Linked DNA regions of Anser cygnoides: region 1 is linked to region 2. A link is a contact called in public Hi-C data. All regions are on one chromosome and are shown on one strand. Each heading gives the region's core, a stretch centred on a gene start, on an enhancer-like site or on the middle of the called end of the contact. The rest is flanking DNA. Distances are from core to core; before and after follow the strand shown.

Region 1 (5,518 bases), core at 256-2,755, 100 kb before region 2:
GGTGACATTGGACTTTCAAAAGGCATGAGAAACAAGCCTTTACACTAGCCACCATACAGACCATTACTTTAAAATTCATGTAGCAAATTAACATGTATTTTAAAAGAAACTGTATAAGTTCTCTAATCACTTCTAGCTATGGCTATTTAAATGAAGGATAGCAACACTGGGAAAGAAACATCTATTTTAAATTGGTGATTCCTTAAATTAGTAAGATTACAAATAATCTTCCCAACTACTGGTCATACAAATGGCTTGGGGTCGCTAGATGAATGCTGGTCTCTCAGTATTATTCATGCACATTGGCTTTAGACGGTGGAATTGCTTTGGATGTATACCAGAATAACAAAAGCCAGATCAAAATTCATTGATGTCAATGGAGAGTTTTAATGTCAAAACGTTTTTGGACCAGGGAAAGCGAGTAAAATGCTGGTCAGTACTACCAGACCTATTGCTTTGACAGTTCACTTAAAACTGACAGCAAAACATATAGAAAAATGTAACACATTTTTCTGCACATTAATGTCCACCGTTACCAATGAATCTAAGAAGAAACTGAACCCTCAACGTATCACACAATATAACATTCCCATAACAATTAAAAAAATGCAGGCTGTGACAATAACAACATCTTTATCAGGACATGTCAAAAGATTTGCACTCTTGGAGCTTGTTCTCATGCAAATCATTGGCCTCCCGTATAGCTTGTTGGTTTTCCCCACTCATATAAATCCCTAACACCTGGAAATGGGGCATTTTGGCCTGGATGTCCTGCCACAGCCTGCCATGGAAGATCTGATTCAGCTTCCTCGTGTCCTGTTGCTCTCCTCAGTGATCAATGTGACCGGCATTGCACAAAGCGCAACGTACGGACAGTTTTTACCACAAAACCCACGGTTTAAGCCTCACCCCTTTCCTTTGAGCTGCCTGAACACAGACCCCCCCCACACCACAACCAGCGGCAGCACTGCAGGCGCAGGTAAGCGCTACGTGCCGAACCAGTTAACCTGGCACAAGCACGACACCTTCCCCTGCATTTTTCGTGCCCAAACACTCTCAAATCACCCCATTTTTCTGCGCTACCGCTGCATTAACTCCTGGGCGGCAGGTGCCAAAGCCCAGGACGAGACAATCCCCAGCACGCCCGTGAGCGCCTTCCACTGCCCGGGCAGAGAGCAGCAGGCCCGGGGGAGGGCTGTGAAGGGCCGGGCTCTGCCGCGAGCGGCTCGGGACGAGTGCCCCGAGCCCGGTGCCCACCCACGGCCCCCACGCGTGTACCGGACCCCCCGCATGTGGCGCACCGGGTCCCCGCCCGCCCCCGCCCCCCGCATGTGGCGCACCGGGTCCCCGCCCGCCCCGCCGGGCACTTACTGAGCGCCGCCACGGTGCCGGCCTCCAGCAACAGGCAGTCCCGGCGGCTGCGAGCCTCCAGCAGGGCGCTCGGCCCCGGCTCCTGCTTCCAGAGCAGCCGCAGCCCTTTGCTCAGCGCCATGGGGGCCGCTGGGCACGGCGGGGGAGGCTCGGTGCCCGGAGGCCGCCCGCGGCAGGCGGTCACCTCGGCGGGCCGCCGGGAGGCGCCCGGCGGAGAGCTGCCGGCTGCCGGTCCCCCGCCGAGTCCGGGATCGCCCTTCCCTTCTGTTCCCTTCCCCTCCCCTCTTCCCTTTCTCTTCCCACCCACGGTCCCTTGGAAACTTTCGAGAGTCAACTTTGTCCCTCCGGCTCCCGGCAGCTCCTCCTCCTCCTCCCCCGGGACAGGTAGGAGCCGCCGGGGCGGGGAGGAGGAGCGGCGGCCGCCACCGCCCCGCTGCCCTGCCAGCAGCCCTCCGCGTGTCCTCGGGCGGGGGGTCGTGTGCCCCCCGTGAGGCCGGGGACAAGCGAGGGGCCCTGGAGGCACCGCAACCCTCTCCCCCGCCGGTGCGGGAGGCTCAGGCCGCTGCCCCGGGTCGGCTCCGTTCCCCCGCCGCTTCCCGAGCGGAGCGGAGCGGCCGGGCCTGCCCCGGCATGGCGGTGAGGCGATCCCCGCCTGCCCGTCACGTCGCGCCCCGCAGGCACGGAGGGCTGCGGCCGGGCCTCCAAAACGCTGTCCTGCCGGCTGGCAGCAGAGCTTTTGGGGTCGGAAGGCGCCGTTTTCCCTTTTGACTTGATTAACGATCAAAAACAGTGCCCCTTCGTGTAAAAATACTACTTTTTTTTCTTTAGTTTCGCAGGATTCCTGTCACAAATCTATGCTGAGACTGCACAGGATGAAGTATTTGTAGAGTTCAGCCATAAGGAATAGATCGACGAGGTTAGGCACACATGCAAGTACGTGCAGATGAGAGATGATCTGATGTGCTTTCTATCAGAAAGAGTAATCCTGTTTATACGCAGATGAAACAAGCGTGATGAGTGAGAGCGTGCAGCTTGCCCAAAGTCTGGGGGCCTTGGAGGATGTAAGAAAGAGTGCGAATTAATCACGTGCAATTTTAAACAGAAAAGAGAGACATGGCTTTCTTACAGCTGACTTATGGAAAAAGCACAACAAGAATCTGTTTACATCTTTCACTGTGAACTCTCTTCATAGAGAAAAGTGCCTACTAGAGATGAAATGCTGAAAGAATCACTTAAATAATCAGAGATGCCAAAGACAACTCTATCATATGATTTTAAAAAGTTGCCCTGGATCATTCACTTACGTGTTTAAAAATAACAACAACAAAAAGTCTCTTTTGATGTTTCTTTTGCCCTTGAGGAATGATTCTTCATCATCCTCTGTAAACTCCATTATGAGAGTAAACCATCACTTTGAGGGCACTGGCATGTCACTCTTGCCCATGTTTGTAATTCATTAGCAGTTTTTGTCAGTAGTGCTTTTTGCAGCAACTCACAAGAACACATCATTCTCCTAGTTAAGTTAATTTTCTTCATAGAGGTGTATAGAATGCTGTGTTTGGGATTTTTTAGGAAGGTGTTGATGGTAACATATGAAAACATACTGATGTTTTTTGGTTGTTGCAGAACACTGATTGCACAGTCAAGGATTTTTCAGCTTCTCATGCTGCCCTGCCAGTGAGGAGGCTGGGGGTGCACAAAGAGCTAGCTGGGAGGAGACACAAGTTGGACAGGGAACCCAGAATAACCAGAGGGATGTCCCACACCATGTGGTGTCATGCTCAGCAATACAAGCTGGGGTAAAAAAGGAGGGGGACATTCAGAGTGATGATGTTTGTCTTTCCAAGAAACCATGACATGATGAGCCCTGCTTTCCTGGAAGTGGCTGAACACCTCCCTGTCAATGGAAAGTAGCAAACAAATTCCTTGTTTTTCTTTGCTTGTACACCACAGCTTTTGCTTTACCTAGTGAACTGTCTTCATCTCAACCCACAAGTTCTCACACTTTTAACCTTTCTCATTAAAGAGAATGAGAAAGGTGAGAGACCACATCCCAGCTGGGGAGAGTGAGAGAGCAGCTGGGTGGTGCTTAGCTGTCTGCTGGGGTTAAACCACAACAATACATAATTAAGGATTATTAAAAAAGCATGTTGTCAGAGTTGTTGAACAAAATACTAGAAGTGAAAGAACTGGTGCACCTTGGATAATAGTGTTTTCAGCACCTCAAATGCATGTGAGGAAATGAAGATATGAGAGGAAAACTTAGATGAAGGTGGAAAAATGGACCCCCTTAGCAGCATGAATGACAAAGCTCATTAAAAGAATCCTTTTTAACCTGCTACGATCAGACCTTTTTGGAGGGTTCTGGGTACAAAACATCCAAAGTACAGAAAGATGTGTTTTTAAAGGAGTGATGTCACAATTACTGAAAAAGCAGTAAGTCAGTTAATTAGATATCTCACAGGTCAGTTGCCTTAGAAACATCACAGAATGGCTGAGGCTGGAAGGGACCTCTGGCAGTCACCTAATCCAATGTCCCTGTTCAAGCAGGGTCACTGAGAGCAGGCTGCTTAGGACCATGTCCTTTTTTTTTGAAGACCTCCAAGGACAGTGAGGGGCTTGACTGATATACAAGGGGGGCATGCAAAGGTTTTCTTTGCTTTGTTTTATGGTAGACAAAATCTTTTCATCTAGCCAAACCAACCGTCACTCAACACAAAAATCCATATTTAAGTGAAAATATTGAGATTAATGGCTCACCATTTAGGTGGTGTTTGGAGCTGAGCTGTCTTTTGCTGTGGAGCTTTTATATGTGAGTAACATAGAAACTGATTAATTCCTGAGCTGAGGAGTCCCCCAGGTGAAATCATTCTCTTTCCCAGAACAGCTGTTTTCACATGGGCCATAAACCTTTATTGACTCCTTGACATTTTTTCATTTCATCTTCCGTTCTCAGTGAACTTTTCCTTTCCTTTAATCATTTGCTTTGATAGTTTCTTCATATTACTCTTCTACTCATATTTCACTCTTCACATTCACGTCTTTTTTTTTTTAATCACCTTTTCTACATCTGAGCAGCCACAAATATTTTGCATCATTATCTGAATGTTCTCATAGCTAAATATTGGGAGGTGATGTTCTGATGTCTCTGCTGCCTCTAGCTGACAGAAGCAACAGGTCAGTGGGCGAACTCTGCTGTTCTGCATGCAGGGAACAGCAGGAGTGTTTGAAGAGTGGATTATCTCTTGGCAGCAGTAACGCTCCTTTGCTTTCCTGTTTTCCTTCCAACTCCGTTTGTAAGTCCTGTATCTACGGGAGAGGGAGGGAAATCCTTCTATCGATCTCCCTATCAGGCAGGGAGGAATTCTTAGGATCTCTTGTTTGCTGACCACAGTTATGTGAAATGCAATTCAAACAAAATTGCAGCTCTGATATGTTAGAAGGCTAGCCTCTGTGGTAGAAGGATAGCGTTCAGCTAATAAAGTTTGCTTCCTGTTAGCTCACCTGTGGTGAACTGTGTTGAAGATAATATATATATACTGTATGTATATGGATTTTTAAGCCTAGTTCTTTTGCTGTAATTAGAAATTCAGATGTTACCTCAGCCGCCATGGGCAGCTGTCATTTCTGAACACTTCTACCTTCTAAGTCATTACTCAGTTCGCTCTTATTTTCAATCCCTTCATCTCCCCAACTCCTTGTTTACCTCTGAAACTTGCTGTGCATTTAATGACTTCCACTCCTAGGTCCTTATGGAAATGGATATTTACGAGGCCTGGATAACCACCTTAATGACAAAGAGTCCTGTGTGCTGATTAGCAGGTGGCTTTGAACATCGGTCCAGAGACACGGATCACGTACGTTGATCAGAAGGGCACAGAAGGGGAACAGCAGAGGTGTTAAATATCAGAGTGGGGCAGAACTGGGGAGAGCTGGTTGTGTTATGCCTAGCTGTCTACTAGGATGCCTGGAAGAGCCCTGTGAACTCCATATTCTAGGCTTTGGGGCATGGAACAAATGAATGTCCATGTATTCATTTGTCTTTATGTGCTATTGAGTGATCTATGCAGGCAGGGGGACTTTCCTACAAAAATGCTGATAGACAGTAGAAACAAACAAAAACCAGTGTGGAAAAAGAAGCAATGGT
Region 2 (5,054 bases), core at 1,778-4,277:
TATCCAATAGTTTGGCTGTAAATGCTACATTCATTTTCAGAAGCAGATGATTACAATTATTGATATGTTAAATAAGTGGAGAATACACCTTAAGAATTAGAATTAGAGTTCAGCTGAAGAACCAAGCATGTTTTTTGTTTAACAGTATAACACTGAGTAGCAGGTACAGACTGACAGAGGGCACACAAACACTCAAGATACTGGAGTGAGGGTACCTTAAGTCCAAAGAAGAATGGTACCCTATATACAAGAAGCATTTTCAGCTCTTTCCAAAATTGTATATACACAATGACATGAGTTTAGTTGAATTAAGATATACTGGTAATCATATTTTGTGTTTGAAATTACTTGTTTTCCCTCTTTTGCCTTTTTCTCTCCCAGCTATGTCCTCAGATATCCTCGGTCTTTATTCTTTACTATGCACATAAAAAGATTTGGAGAGCCACTCCTGTGATTACGTAGAGTGCAATGTATAGTCAAAACACTACAGATGGACCTATACAAGATTGGAAAAAACAAAAGCAGTACAGAAGGCCAGCTGGACAGGAGAAATAGAACTGCGGGAAAAACAGCTGTATTTGATCTTGAGATGGACAGTCAAGAGGGATAGGAATTTCCAGCTTGGATTCAAGCAAAAGTAGTTTTGAATAGAAGTTCTAGAACATTTTTTCTGAATACTGCAGTCCATTTAAACAGATACTGAAGACATCAGATAATTGATACTGATAAATTTAAAAACATAATGAAGGCAGTAACAGTTTCCTCTGTTTTTTGCTTAATCAAAATGTTTCATATTCTATTTAGTTTAGATGTCCAGAAATTGATGTTTTTAATCAGATTCACTCAGCTGGATTTGAGTTGTTTAAGACCAGCATTTTCCATTTGCCTGACATTACTCACTTTTGGGAAAGATCAGCTTTCTGGGACTTCTCCATTTGTTCCAGGGTCATCTTTTACTGACATCGGGTCTGCTCAGACTGAGACTTTTTTACATGAATATTGCGTAAGGCATAAATATAGCACGACACCCTCCGTGACTGGTAGCTCAGTGACAGGACTGGATGCTTCTTCTAAACAAAACCAGGAAACAATCAAAAGTCTTCCTATTTCTTGGAAGAAAAAGGCAGGGGAATAAACAAATAACCTTTTAGTCACCTCATACAGCCAGAACCAAGAATACAAACAACCCAGCTTTATTTAGATCAAGAATCATACTATCCTCTGACAACTTATTCTGATTTAAATTAGTCCTATGTTAAATATGTAAAGCAATCATGTTTTTGCATTTTATCTGCACATAAAGTAACACTGCAAGAAAGTGATTTCCAACATTGCCATTCACCACACTTTGAGGTCTATTGCTCTTTCCATGAGCAACTCCCTCATTGAGAGGATTGATCTCAGCTGTAAATGCTCCAATCTGGACTGAAATCTGGCATCAGACCTTCTGGATTCATAATATTAATAATACTAACCAAAAGCATGCAGCACTTTCAGAGGAGCTATTTTCACCTATTGAATTAATACTGCAATATATTTTCTTCTCCTTGTCTCCTAACTTCATCCTCGTGAGTTGCCCAGTCCTCACACCACTTACAGAGCTTGGAGGAGCATCACAGCTTGCTCCCCTACTGCCATCTGGGGTGCAAACAAGTCCTCTGTCTTTTTTCCCAGGTACAAGCCCTCCAGTGGTGCCTAGCAAAGCTGTCAGAGCACCACAAGCCCCAGGTGGCCCTCTTTGCCCAGCAGTGTCAGCTTTGGGACCACACTCCTCCATGCAGTATCAAGCAGCTGCAGAGCAGGAGAGGATCTGGCTCTGTGCAGGAATCGCAGGAATGTACGTAAAACTTGTTCTCTGAGCACCAGTCACAGACAGATGAGGTTGTGTTCACTCGCACACAAGCAAGTATTTATTCAGTCCTCAGCACACTACCTCTGAGAGGTGCTTGTCTCGCAACTTCCCATCTCTTCAAGCAGGAGAGAAAACAGCAACAGAAGCCAAGAGCTCCTGCTTTTCAGCTTGACTTCTGGTATTGACTCGTGATTTGGCATTACTTAGTCATTTAACCTCTCTGACTTTAGTTCCCTCACTGAAAAAAAGGACCAAAAAAAGCTGGATTTGACTCGGCAAGACAGCTCTCCTCAGGAAACCAACCCGGGAGTGTTGTGGAGAACAGGAGCAGTTCTCTCCGCAGGGCAGCTTGCCACAGCAGGAACGGAGCAAAGTGCAAGGGGCAGACTTGGACTGTGACCAGTGATACACCACTACTAATCTTTAACCTCAAAGTGATTTTCCTGGGCTCCAGCAGCACAGCTCCCCGTAGTTGGCATAAAATAGACACGAAGCTTCAGCGTGACACTGAAAATTGGAGGGGGCAGCTGTTTGTCCGTTCCCCCTGGGAAGGAGAGGGTCACAGAAAGGGCTGCAGGTAGGACCAACTAGCCAGCCTTTGCCACGGACATAAGAGACAACTGGAGCAAGGGAAGTTCTCTGCCTCAGAAAATACCCAAAACAGCGCTGATAAAAATTAGGGACCTTGTACGTACCCATGAGCACACTGACAAACCTACAGCATGAGACACAAGGAGAAGTTCTGCCTGAATGGCCGAACCAAAATAAAATCATGATTTGGGTCACTGTGTTGTGAAGATTTCCTCCTAGCAAAATGTCATGATAAAATGTATATTCTGTGGCCATTGGCAAGAAGTCTTCCAAGAGAACTAAACCAGTTTAACAGGTAGCTTTGTGGAGCCCATGCCCCCACACATAATATGACTGGCAGTATAACAACATGTTTTTTAATCACTATTAACAACAATGAACAAACAGTTCTTTTCCTTTCTAATTTCTAGATCTTTAAATTCTGATACAGTGACATTTCCTCCTTAGCTGTAAAAAAACAAGGCTAGAGGCTGTAATTTATCCTTTGGCTTCAGAAGCTGAAGCTTAGCAGAGCAACTCAATAGCTTTTTGACAAAAGCATGAAAGCTGGCAACACAAGAACCTGCCAACATAGCCACTTGCCAATATTAACAGATAGAAGAGATGGGAAAATATTTCAAAGTGACAGTGAAGGAACCAAAATGTTCTGTAACTGAGGGGTGTCTTTCTACATCTATTCAGCCTGGATGAAGGTGGAACAGGGAACTAAGTAGTTCTGGCCAACACAGCCACACTAAGCGGTGCTTGAACACTTGCCAGGGCGCTGGCTGGCTGACTGCTTCATAATTCTTATCGCTCTCACAGCAATGAAGCACCCAGCAAGGGTGGGAATCAGGAAGAAGTCTGACACATGTGCACCCCACACATCCTATCCGTGCATGGCACCATCCATGGGCAGGTTCAATTACATGCTTCTACCCACAAGGCGAGGGGCTTGCTCTGAGGAGCAAGTGCAGCTGAGATGGGCCAGGAAGAGAAGACTTAACTTCCTTCATCTCCAGAGGAGATCAAGCAGAGGTCAGAAAAGGAAAGTCAGTCCAGTAAGTAGCATATTGGCCTTGGAAGACCTACCTCAGTTCCCTTCTCCAACACTGCCTCGAAGTCAGATGCTTCACAGGAACTCTGCAGAGGAATTTGAGCAGCTGCCACCCATAAAATAATAACCACACCGCAACAACTGAATGTCCCAAGGCAACCACAGATCTGGGAACTGAAATGTGGGTAGCTCCTACAGAGAAGCAGAGAGTCCTCCACAAGGCCTTAGAAACTCCCAGGGCTACGTCCCCGTCAGGGAGGTGACTGCACCTCAGCTCCTGTCCCAGCCAGAGAACGTGCTGCAGTCTGTTGACAGAGACTGTTTTCCCCTCAGTTTACCTCAGTTTTTATTTATTTATTTATTTTTATTATTATTTTTTCCTCCAGAAAGGATAATTTGGTCTTAGGTAACATTTCAGATGGCACATTTTGGTGAAGAAAAGCCAAGGCATGCTGATTAAAAGCCTGATTAAAAGATTTTGCAATGACTAATATGTCACATGGAGAGATAACTCACTGTCTATTTCAGAAGTAGGGTTTGGGGCAAGCTGTTCCTCACAGAGCCTATACTGCAGTGAAAGGATTTAATTAATAGTGTGTCCACAGTAATTGGCTCTATGCATTAAATCCCATGAATTTCACTTGACAAATCCTACTATACACACTGCCCCATAAATTCATATGCTCATATCAAATACAGGAATCATTATGTGAAAAAATCTGCAATCTGGAATATGAAAGCCCCATGCAGAAAGACATTCTGCTTCACAGTGGGTTTGCAATCTGTTAGGGCTCAGGTTGGCACTGAAGCAGTAGTTACTCAACTGAGTTTAACATTTGGGAAGGCAGTAACTGCACATGGTCAGGCTGAAACAGGAGAGGACAGCAAAAAGTTTGGCAGAAGGAAAACAAACTATAGGCTCAAAGGTTAAAAAAAAAAAAAAAGGAGATAATAACGATCCTGCTTTGTTAATCTAATGTTCTCTCTTGTAAATACACCCTGAAGGGAAGAGACACAACATATACAAGCTGTACCTTAAGAGTGCAGAATATATAGCATGATAAAATCCTTTCTAGGATTTTTAGTGTCCTGTCTAGTGTTTACAGTTTGTCACCTAGATAAGATGAAATCCAGAAGATTTTTCCTGTAAGATGAGCAAGTGTGGCTTTCCTTACTGTCTTTTATAAGAACCTAAAGGAGATTTGGAACAATTGCCAAAAAAAAGTAATGACTCCGCAAGCACGCCTTACTGAGCATGGCAAAGTGATAAGGAAAAGGTCATGATTCAGTCTTGGTAAAAGTAAAGTCATTTCAGAGCACAGTTATTTTGGGGGTGATTTGCTTAGGGAATACCTTCTGCAGAGACACTTGATCAAGCCTCAAATTACCTCAGAAAGTTGGGCAGTCAGGGTACAGTACAGTGCCATTAGTGTGGGATGTGACCTAAAACAACTTCTGCTGAGAGTGAGACTCTTCTTCTTTTAGTCACTAAGAAAGTTACTTGTTCAGACAGAACTACTTTGTTCACTAGACGAGTGGCAGAGTTACTCCAGCTGAATATCTGTGCAGCAGATA

Evidence for each region. Hi-C and Micro-C count contacts between places; a contact is called where the count stands out from the background.
Region 1: a contact with region 2 is called in a Hi-C map of liver, with 7 times the contacts expected there. The contact joins the promoter of SYNJ2 here to the enhancer-like site in region 2. A contact is called at or near these places in 2 of 7 Hi-C or Micro-C datasets (both in liver).

What each region holds. Positions count from the first base shown.
Region 1 is chr3:57,051,355-57,056,872 of Taihu_goose_T2T_genome, reverse strand. It overlaps SYNJ2 (synaptojanin 2), which reads right to left and starts at 1,505. Exons shown (of 27, transcript XM_048080765.2): 1 at 1,372-1,505. The coding sequence starts at 1,492. It overlaps LOC106034246 (a long non-coding RNA gene), which reads left to right and starts at 1,615. Exons shown (of 7, transcript XR_010829771.1): 1 at 1,615-1,755; 2 at 2,200-2,304; 3 at 5,118-5,228.
Region 2 is chr3:56,952,339-56,957,392 of Taihu_goose_T2T_genome, reverse strand. No RefSeq gene overlaps it. Among named protein-coding and RNA genes, the nearest start is that of SNX9, 22 kb to the left of the region's middle. Within about 2 kb of position 3,027, at least 2 of the 3 cell types and tissues checked have open chromatin away from gene starts, as enhancers often do. A contact at or near this core is called in liver, where this site is marked.